3 separate regions of the Sus scrofa genome follow, and regions 1 and 2 are each linked to region 3. A link is a contact called in public HiChIP or PLAC-seq data. All regions are on one chromosome and are shown on one strand. The core of a region is the stretch at or near the end of the contact, and the rest is flanking DNA. Distances in the headings are between cores, read along the strand shown.

Region 1 (2,700 bases), core at 27-2,526, 980 kb before region 3:
AAATAACCTGAGGATAACTATATTCAAGTAAAGAAACAGAGAGGAGTCAGGGTGGAGGATAGTCAGAAGGAATTTTTCATCAGTTGGCCAGAAATGGTTTAGGAAAAGTTTCTTGAAATAGAAGCTGAAGGGTAATGAAGGGGTGGAGAGGAAAGTGAACCTCACTTCCTTCTCCGTGTACACTTTCCCTCGTTCATTCAAAAAGCATTTATTAAGTTCCTACTCTGTCCAGCACTGTGCCAGGCTCAAGGCTCCTGTTCTTCAGAGCTTCATAGTATAATGGGAAAGACCTGTAAACAAATAATGGCAGCCTTGTGCTAAGAGCTGTTATGAACAGTGGTGCCCTGGCCACTGTAAGAAAGCTCTAGACTACAACCCTAGCTTGGGAAAGGAGAGTTATAAATGTGTTTCTAGGTTTCCTAGAGGAGATGACATCTGAACCAATGGATGGAAAGTGAATTGGAGGAGAGTGCTAGGCAGAGAAAGTATTTACAAAAGTCTGGAGACAAAGCAAAATGAAGTGTTTAAACAGAATTGGAGTCCTGGCTTTCAAGAGAGGGACTATCAGAAGGGAGGTTGTTGAAAAGAGAGGTCTAAATTTTGCAGGGCCTTGTGTTGTCATTCTAAGGAATTTAACCGTAATCCTATAGAACACTAAGAAGTTTGAAGGATATTAAGCAAGTGAGATAGCTACATTTAGATTTAGGAAGTTAACTCTGGAAGGAGAATTGGCCTGAGAGTTGAGAGACCTATTTAGACGCTTCTGAAATAATCTGGGTGAAAAAATGCTGAGGGCTTGAAATAAGTCGGAGGCAATAAGAAATGGAGATAAAGGGAAGAATTTACTTCACATACTACTGTAATTTACCTGTTCTGTTTGCGGGCGTAGACGAGCAGTGCCTTTATGGCTAGGGCTTTGTATTCATCCTTGTATCCTCAGCGGTCGCTCAGTGATGGGCCGAGTTGCTTGTGGTGAAGGTGGCAGATGAATTCAGAAATGAAATACTCGGGGGAGCAGTAACGAGGAGATCCTTAAGAATATGCCTAGGAGAGTGCTGAGAGAAAAAAAAAAGTGAAATGCAGGAAGTCCGTAAGCGTTAGGAAGGAGAATCCCCAAAGAATCCCTGCCTCTTCCATTGGTTCCCAATTCCTCGCCCTCCGGAGCCATACGAACTACAACCGGCGTCCGGTTTTCCCGCGGATCTCAGGCGGCTCCGCCTCCCCGGCACTCCGTGGTCAAAGGCACCGCAGCTCTAGGCCACGCCCTCTTGGCACTGGCCGCGTTCTCCTACGCTCCCTGCACCTGAGGGACCGCCCACATTGGCTAAGCCACACCCACCTCGGTATCCCTCCGGTTACAGGCTTTATTGGCTCCGCCCCCTCCCGGGAGGTCTCTCGGTGGCCCCACCTCCGCCCGCCCTGCCCAGCCTTCCCGCAACTCTCGCCAGGGGGCGCAGCGCAACCCCCCTGCCACCCGCGGCAGAGTCTGTCGCACACACCCCCTCCGCCGGCGCGCCGGCAGTTCCTAGCCGACTACGCCTCCGCTCAGAGCCAGCCCGGCTGCTCCCGCTCCGACTCCGGAAAGGGTCGGGGGTCCCGAATGGCCGCGGCAGGGTATAGGAGGCCAAACGTGTAGGCCGACAGGCGTCATGGAGGCGGAGCAGCGGCCGCCGACTGGGACCAGCGACGGGGCGACCCCTGGACTGGAGGCGGCGCCTCCTGCTGCCCCGGCGTCTACGACCACGGCCTCCGGTCCGATCCCTGGGTCCGGGCCCGGGCCTGAGCCCAAGAGGAGGCAGCTCGGGACGCTGCTCCAGCCTACGGTCAACAAGTTCTCCCTTCGTGTGTTCGGCAGCCACAAAGCAGTGGAAATCGAGCAGGAGCGGGTCAAGTCAGCGGGGGCCTGGATCATCCATCCCTACAGCGACTTCCGGTACTGAGGGTCCGGCAGGGAGGGCGGGGGACACAGGTCCTACCTCCACGGGCCGGGGCACGGGGCCGGGCCAGCCCCACCCTCCACAGACACTTCATTTCCGGCCCAGGGGTCCCTTGGGGGGCCGACAGTCACTTCCCCCAACCTAGCCCGGGAATTCTTGGGCAAAGGGTCCCCAGCTGGAGATCCTGGCTGACTTCTTAGGCTGGGGGCGCTGGAAGGGACAAGCAGATTAACAGAGACCTGGATTTCCCATTTCAGGAACCCGGCACCCCACCTGGACCACAGGGAATACAGGAACTAGGGACCGCTGCCTCCTCCAGTCCTGCTTGCTGGGGATCTGGGAAATTTTATCATATTTCAAGGCTCAGGGTCAATCTGAGGGAGAAACCGAACTCTGCTATCTCCCACCGACCCCATTCCCGTCCCCAGCACCTGCCTAGTTCAGCAGGGCAGGCGACCAGGGAAAATAGGGACGCTGGGGGTGGGGGAGGGGGTGTCCAGACAACAGCTCTGATCGCTGTCCCTGGTGCTGAAGGAGGAATTCGGCCGGGCAGGGCCGAGACTCAAAAGTGATTTGAGGCAGCCACGCAGGAGCACGGCCACCGCCCAGGTGACCACCAGAGAGAAGGGACGAAGAGAGGGGGTGGGGCTATTCCACAGTCCCCATCAGGCTGTACCTCCACATCAAGGTCGCTAGGGGAGGAGAGCAACCCTGTCCTTGGGGGAAATGAAGGACAGCTTTTGGATGAGGCAAGGATGTGTGC
Region 2 (2,700 bases), core at 130-2,629, 520 kb before region 3:
CACCACGATTTATCTGATTTTCTCTTTTGACTTCAGGGGAAATGCACATGTATCAAAAAACCTATTACATCACTGCTTTAAATGATCATGTAGACAGAACTAGGGCTGAACTAAGGGAACACAGACAAAACAAGTTATTTGGTCCATAAATGTAACTTAGCCCAAGCAAAATTGCCTCCTAGGAGTTCCCATCCTGGCTCAGCAGAAACGAATCTAACATCCATGAGGATGCAGGTTAGATCCCTGGCCTTGCTCAGTGGGTTAAGAATCTGGTGTTGCCGTGAGCTGTAGTGTAGGTTGCAGACAGGGGGCTCAGATCTGGTGTGGCTGTGGCATAGCAGCTGCAGCTCTGATTTGACCCCTGGCCTGGTAACCTCCATATGCCGCTCCTGCAGCTCTAAAAAGAAAAAAAAAAAAAAAAACTAAATTACTGTACCCCCACCCCCGAGAGTGTCTCCTTAAGACAAATGATTGTGAGATTACAAGATTACAAACTGCAATCAGCAGAATCCCCTCAACTTCAAATACCTTCTCAGCAGCATTCTGAGTTGGTTTAAGCTTTCCTTTGGCCATAAGCATGGCATTGATCTTAGCAGCCACAGCAGCAGCAGCGTCCAAGGCTCCAGAGGGAGCAGCTGTGGAGCCCCCAGGGCTTCCCCCACTGCTGGTAACCTCCCCACCTGGGGCTGCTGGTGGCAGGAAGAGAAGGGGGGCTGGAGCTGGTTGGTCCCATTTGCTGCGGCGCCTACAGGAAGAGGAAAATATTAGGCCACAAAGTTTTTACTATTTTTCTCCCCTTACTACACCTTAGTACCCCATTTTCCCGCTATCAGGCTCCCTTTACACTTTCGAATCTACTATCAGAGCTAAAATTACCATCTCTCCTTAAACAGACAACCACTGCAATATTTCCCCAAATCCTCACTTCTTTCAACCCTTTTCCTGAATCTACTTCCTTTCTACTCCGTCATCCCTATTAAAAGATTCTGGTGTCCTACAACCCTTCGTTCTCACCTTCCCTTTTGGCTCGTCATTCCCAAAGTCCCTGCTTTTCTCCTTTCTCTGATCCCCGCTGGCCTTTTTCTGGGGCCCCAGGCCTGCTCACGATCCTTCGCCCCCAAAGTCCGGCCCTCAAATACATACACTTCCCACCCAAGCGCCCCTCTACCCAGACGCTGCTTCCCATGATCCCTCCGCCTCTCCTGGGCCTCATGCTCGCTGCGATGCCCTCGCCAGAAAAGCTTTACCCGCCAGCTCCAGGATGTGTCGCGCTCCCCGCGGACATGGCGACCGGCTCTGATCAACCACCCGCCAACTACCCCACTACCTCCTTCCCGTCACTTCCGCCCCCAACGCCCTTACGCACAGCCTCTTCCGGTCGTGAGGCAAAGCGGTTCCGGTATAAAAGTCTATTCCGATTGGACTCCTGTTGATGTCAAGGCTTCTGGCCTTATTTGAAACAGATGGGGTGTGGCCTTCCTGCTTGCGCTTTCCCTTGAGAAAGATGGCTGCTAAATCTCATATTAAGGAAGAATTGGGGCAAGAAGAATCCATCTTTCTTGTGGGCAAGTCGCTAGCCAAGAGTACAACACGCATGAGTAAGGAAAATTAAACAGGTTTCTCCCCAAATTCAGTCACATTCTTGTAGAGTCCCAGCCGCTGACCTGGGACAGCGCTTTCCCGCGGCTTTTGCAAACTTCAAGTTTCAGTTACCTGCTTAGGGAAAAGGAAAGGACTCATCCCAAAAATTATTTGAAGATTTTTTTCTTTTCATTTCTGCGCGCCTGTCCCTGTTTTAAGAGCAGGGGGTCCTGCCTTTCTGACACTTAGAATGTGGCGTGGTGGCCACGCCGGGTATTACATAGAATAGGTTATAATAAACAAAGGTGGAGAAGATAAATGCTCAACTTGGTGGAGCTAACACGCAAGTATTTGAAAGTCACAGAGCCCTTCCAGTGAGGGCTAAAGAAGTGACCCAGCCTAGGTTATGAAATGGGAACTCCAAGGAGTCTCTACATAGAATCAATAAAATACAATGCTATTCTTGCAAACAAGTTTATGTACTGACAGGATTAACAGAATACAAATTCATTTAAAATTCACATTTTTAGGCGTCCCCGTTGTGGCTCAGTAGGTTAAAAACCTGACTAGTATCCATGAGGATGCAGGTTGGATCCCTGGTCCTGCTCAGGGACTTAAGTTGCTGTGGCTGTGGTGTAGGGCAGCTGCAGCTCCTGTTTGACTTCTATCCTGGGAACTTCCATGTGCCACACCTGTGGCCCTAAAAAAAAAATTTAAAGCCACATTTATAGTGTTTTCCCTTCAGCATTTAATAAATAAATGTCCCATATAAACATCTATTTCTGCATTCTTTTCTATTGCATGAATCTATTTTTTCCTTTGCTATAGTGTTTTGTGTGCGTGTGTGAGCTTTATTTGGGCCACACCTGTAGCATATGGAAGTTCCCAGGTTAGGTGTCGAATTGGAGCTACAGCTGCCCACCTACATCACAGTGACAGCAACACCAAATCTTTAACCCTCTGAGTGAGGGAACATTTAACCCAGGGCTTGAACCCACATCCTCATGGGTACTAGTCAGGTTCATTATCACTGAGCCACAATGGGAACACCTGCTATAGTGCCTTTTTTTTTTAGTGTCTTTATTTCCTTTTTTCTTTTTCTTTTTTCTTTTTCTTTTT
Region 3 (2,700 bases), core at 82-2,581:
GGGGAGAGACCTCAGGAGGCCACTGAGAGATCAGCTAGAATCACTAGGGGAAGGGAGACCCCGTAAGAACAAACCTGACAGAAAAGGGGTTGGCAGGAGGGTAAGAGACTACATGCATCTTAGTCTCCTCGGCCCACCCTCCGAAAAGCCCCTCACTCCCTGGACCCCCACTCCCAACCCAGTTCGGACTGGAGAACTCTTGCCCAGATGTTTAACAGCTGCAAACTTCTGGCCGGGGGTTCTCCAGCTGGGGCCACAGACAAACCAGAGCAGGGGTCTCGGAGGCAGGCTAGGAGGTCCCAAGAAAGGGTCCTGCGTGCCCACCTCCGTGCTAACTCTGAGTGCCAACTCCACAGGCACAGGGCAAACCCGGGCCCGGGACACACACACACTCACACACCCCAACCCACCACCCCGGTGTCATCTGAACAACATCCCCCCTCCCTCCCCCGCTTCCCAAACAGCTGCGGCTCCCCCCGCCCCCACCCTCCCGCCGCCCTCTCAGGCCCCCTTCTGCACCATTTCGGGCCAAGGAGGAGGGAACAGGCGGCTCGAGGAGGGAGAGGGAGGGAGGGCCGGCTGTTAAAATGTCAGTCGCTCCCGGCTGTCACCGGAGACCCCCTCTGAGGATGGCGCCCCTTCCCAGACCGCTCGGAGGCCGCCTTAACCCCCGGACACCAACAGACCGGCGCGCCCCCAAGCCACCCGTCCCCACCCCGACCCCAACACCCAAGGGAATTACAGCCCACTCCACTTGTCCCCCACAGCCGACTCCCTCACCCAAACAGTCCCCCATGTAATCTTCCACCAACGCCACAAGAAAACACAGCCCGCTCCGCGAGTTCCTCCCAAACCCAAGAGGCCACCCCATCCCACCTCTCAGGGGGACGGTCTAGACCACCCTCCACCCCAACCCCAGGATGGGGTGGGGGAGGGGGCCTCTTAAAGCGGCAGGAGCATTATTTTTCTCTACTCACCGGCCCCGCTGGGGGAAGGGGGATGTCACGGCTGGGAGGGGGTAGCCCTCGCCCCTAGTCCTGGGGCTCTTCAGCACCTGGAAGCCGCAGCTCCGGGCGGGGGGAATAATAAATGAGGCCGGCGTCCGCGCGGGCCCTGGGCTGCGCCGGGGGGCCTGGGCCCCCGTCGTGGGCGCGAGGGCGGGCAGGCGGGCGGCCGGCAGGCGAGGGACTGGGGCCGAGCGCCCGAGCCGCCTCGGCTGTTGTTGATATTTTGCTTCCTTCCTCCTTTCGAGCTCCAAAGGTAACTCCTCCAGCCCCCGGGAGTCGAGGCCGACGTAGGCACAGCTCAGCCTAGCTTGAGGGGTGGGGGGAACGGGGGTGATGGACAGGCGGGGGGGCCAATGGGAGGAACCCGTGGGGGCGGAGGGGCGGGGCCGGAGCAGGGGCGGTCCCGGGGACGCGGCCCCGCCCCTCGCTTCCCTCGGGCCGGCCGGGCCGGGCCGGGTCGGCCCCCACCCCAGCGCCCTCCCAAGCTAGGCTGCGGCGCTGGGAGAGGCAGATCCCTCCGCCAGCCAGGAGGGAGGGAGGGAGGAAGCGAGGAAGCGACCGAGCGAGGCAAAGTAGGGAGGCGAGACCCAGAGGCCTCTAAGGGGATCGGCCCGCGCCCGTGGTGCCCCTTTCGAGCTGTCCGGACGGCCGCCTAGTACTGCTGCCACCATGCGCTCGAAGAGGTCCTTTCCGGGGAGGTTCCGCCGACTGGGCACATACTTCCCGCCCCCGCCCCCAAACACACTCACACACACTCGCGCACACACACTTACACACACGCTACCTCGACAGCTCCCCCCCAACCCCCAAGCCCCTAGAGAGTTGGGAGGTGGGAATCTAAGTAGATAAATTAAGGGTAGACACTAAGTGTTGAAAAGATTTTATCTCCTTCACTTAGTGTGAGCCGAAGCCTCACTTAAAGGGACCCGTTCTTTTCTGGGGGGTTACCTGGAGAGCTCGTTTGCTCCCTCTACCTGTGAGAGGCCCCCTCCCCTCCCAGGGCCCGGCTGGGCAGACGCCCAGCAATTTAAAGCGACAGCTCATAGTTCGTGGGTGACCTAATCCCCAGTGCCTGAGGCTCCAGAGCACTTACAGCCGAGGGGGGCAATTTAAAGGGGCGTGACCCTAATTTCCCCCAGCACAGGAAACGCCCAAAAGCATCTCATTAAAGAAACAGTAGTAGATGTTTAAAAAAATTTGTAATTCCTGGTTGCTCCAGGGTGTGGCGAATCTTCTGCCCTACCACAGGAGTGTGGGTGCCATGCCTACTGGACAAGCGACCTGTCAGACTTCCTCTCCAGCATCCCTGTTGCCCCAATGTCTGCTTTCTACCTGAAGCTTGAGGAAATGATGGAATTTGGCTTGGATCTTAAAGACCCTCGCAGAACAGAAGGGCACTCAGTTCACACACCTCGATTTCTACCTGGCTGGGTCTGATTTACTGGATCAAGGCTTAATGATCCAGGTTGAGTGCTGAAGAGGCTAATATATAAAGAGGTAGCATGTTTTGGAGTAGTCAAGCTACTTTAGTTCACATCCTTATTCCGCCATTTTTTAACCGGGAACACAGGCCCATTACTTAATTTCCCTGTACCTCATGATCCTCATAGGTAAAATAGCAGCGATGATAATAGTACCTAACTCATAAACTGGTGTGAAGATTAAATTGCTACGTACAAGTAGATCACTTTGA

What was found. HiChIP or PLAC-seq counts read pairs in DNA pulled down with a chosen protein or histone mark.
Region 1: an H3K27ac HiChIP or PLAC-seq map of alveolar macrophages shows a contact between it and region 3. The contact joins the promoter of CLK2 here to the promoter of MEF2D in region 3. A contact is called at or near these places in 1 of 47 Hi-C or Micro-C datasets (liver) and 1 of 2 datasets of contacts at active chromatin or transcription factors (alveolar macrophages).
Region 2: an H3K27ac HiChIP or PLAC-seq map of alveolar macrophages shows a contact between it and region 3. The contact joins the promoter of KIAA0907 here to the promoter of MEF2D in region 3. A contact is called at or near these places in 1 of 5 promoter capture datasets (fetal liver) and 1 of 2 datasets of contacts at active chromatin or transcription factors (alveolar macrophages).

The regions. Positions count from the first base shown.
Region 1 is chr4:94,556,796-94,559,495 of Sscrofa11.1, reverse strand. It overlaps CLK2 (dual specificity protein kinase CLK2), which reads right to left and starts at 1,276. Exons shown (of 12, transcript XM_021089727.1): 1 at 869-1,276. HCN3 (potassium/sodium hyperpolarization-activated cyclic nucleotide-gated channel 3) reads left to right here. Exons shown (of 9, transcript XM_013997013.2): 2 at 1,856-1,933.
Region 2 is chr4:94,096,890-94,099,589 of Sscrofa11.1, reverse strand. It overlaps KIAA0907 (UPF0469 protein KIAA0907 homolog), which reads right to left and starts at 1,379. Exons shown (of 15, transcript XM_001928648.6): 1 at 1,248-1,379; 2 at 529-745. The coding sequence starts at 1,285.
Region 3 is chr4:93,580,194-93,582,893 of Sscrofa11.1, reverse strand. It overlaps MEF2D (myocyte-specific enhancer factor 2D), which reads right to left and starts at 1,331. Exons shown (of 12, transcript XM_021089672.1): 1 at 978-1,331.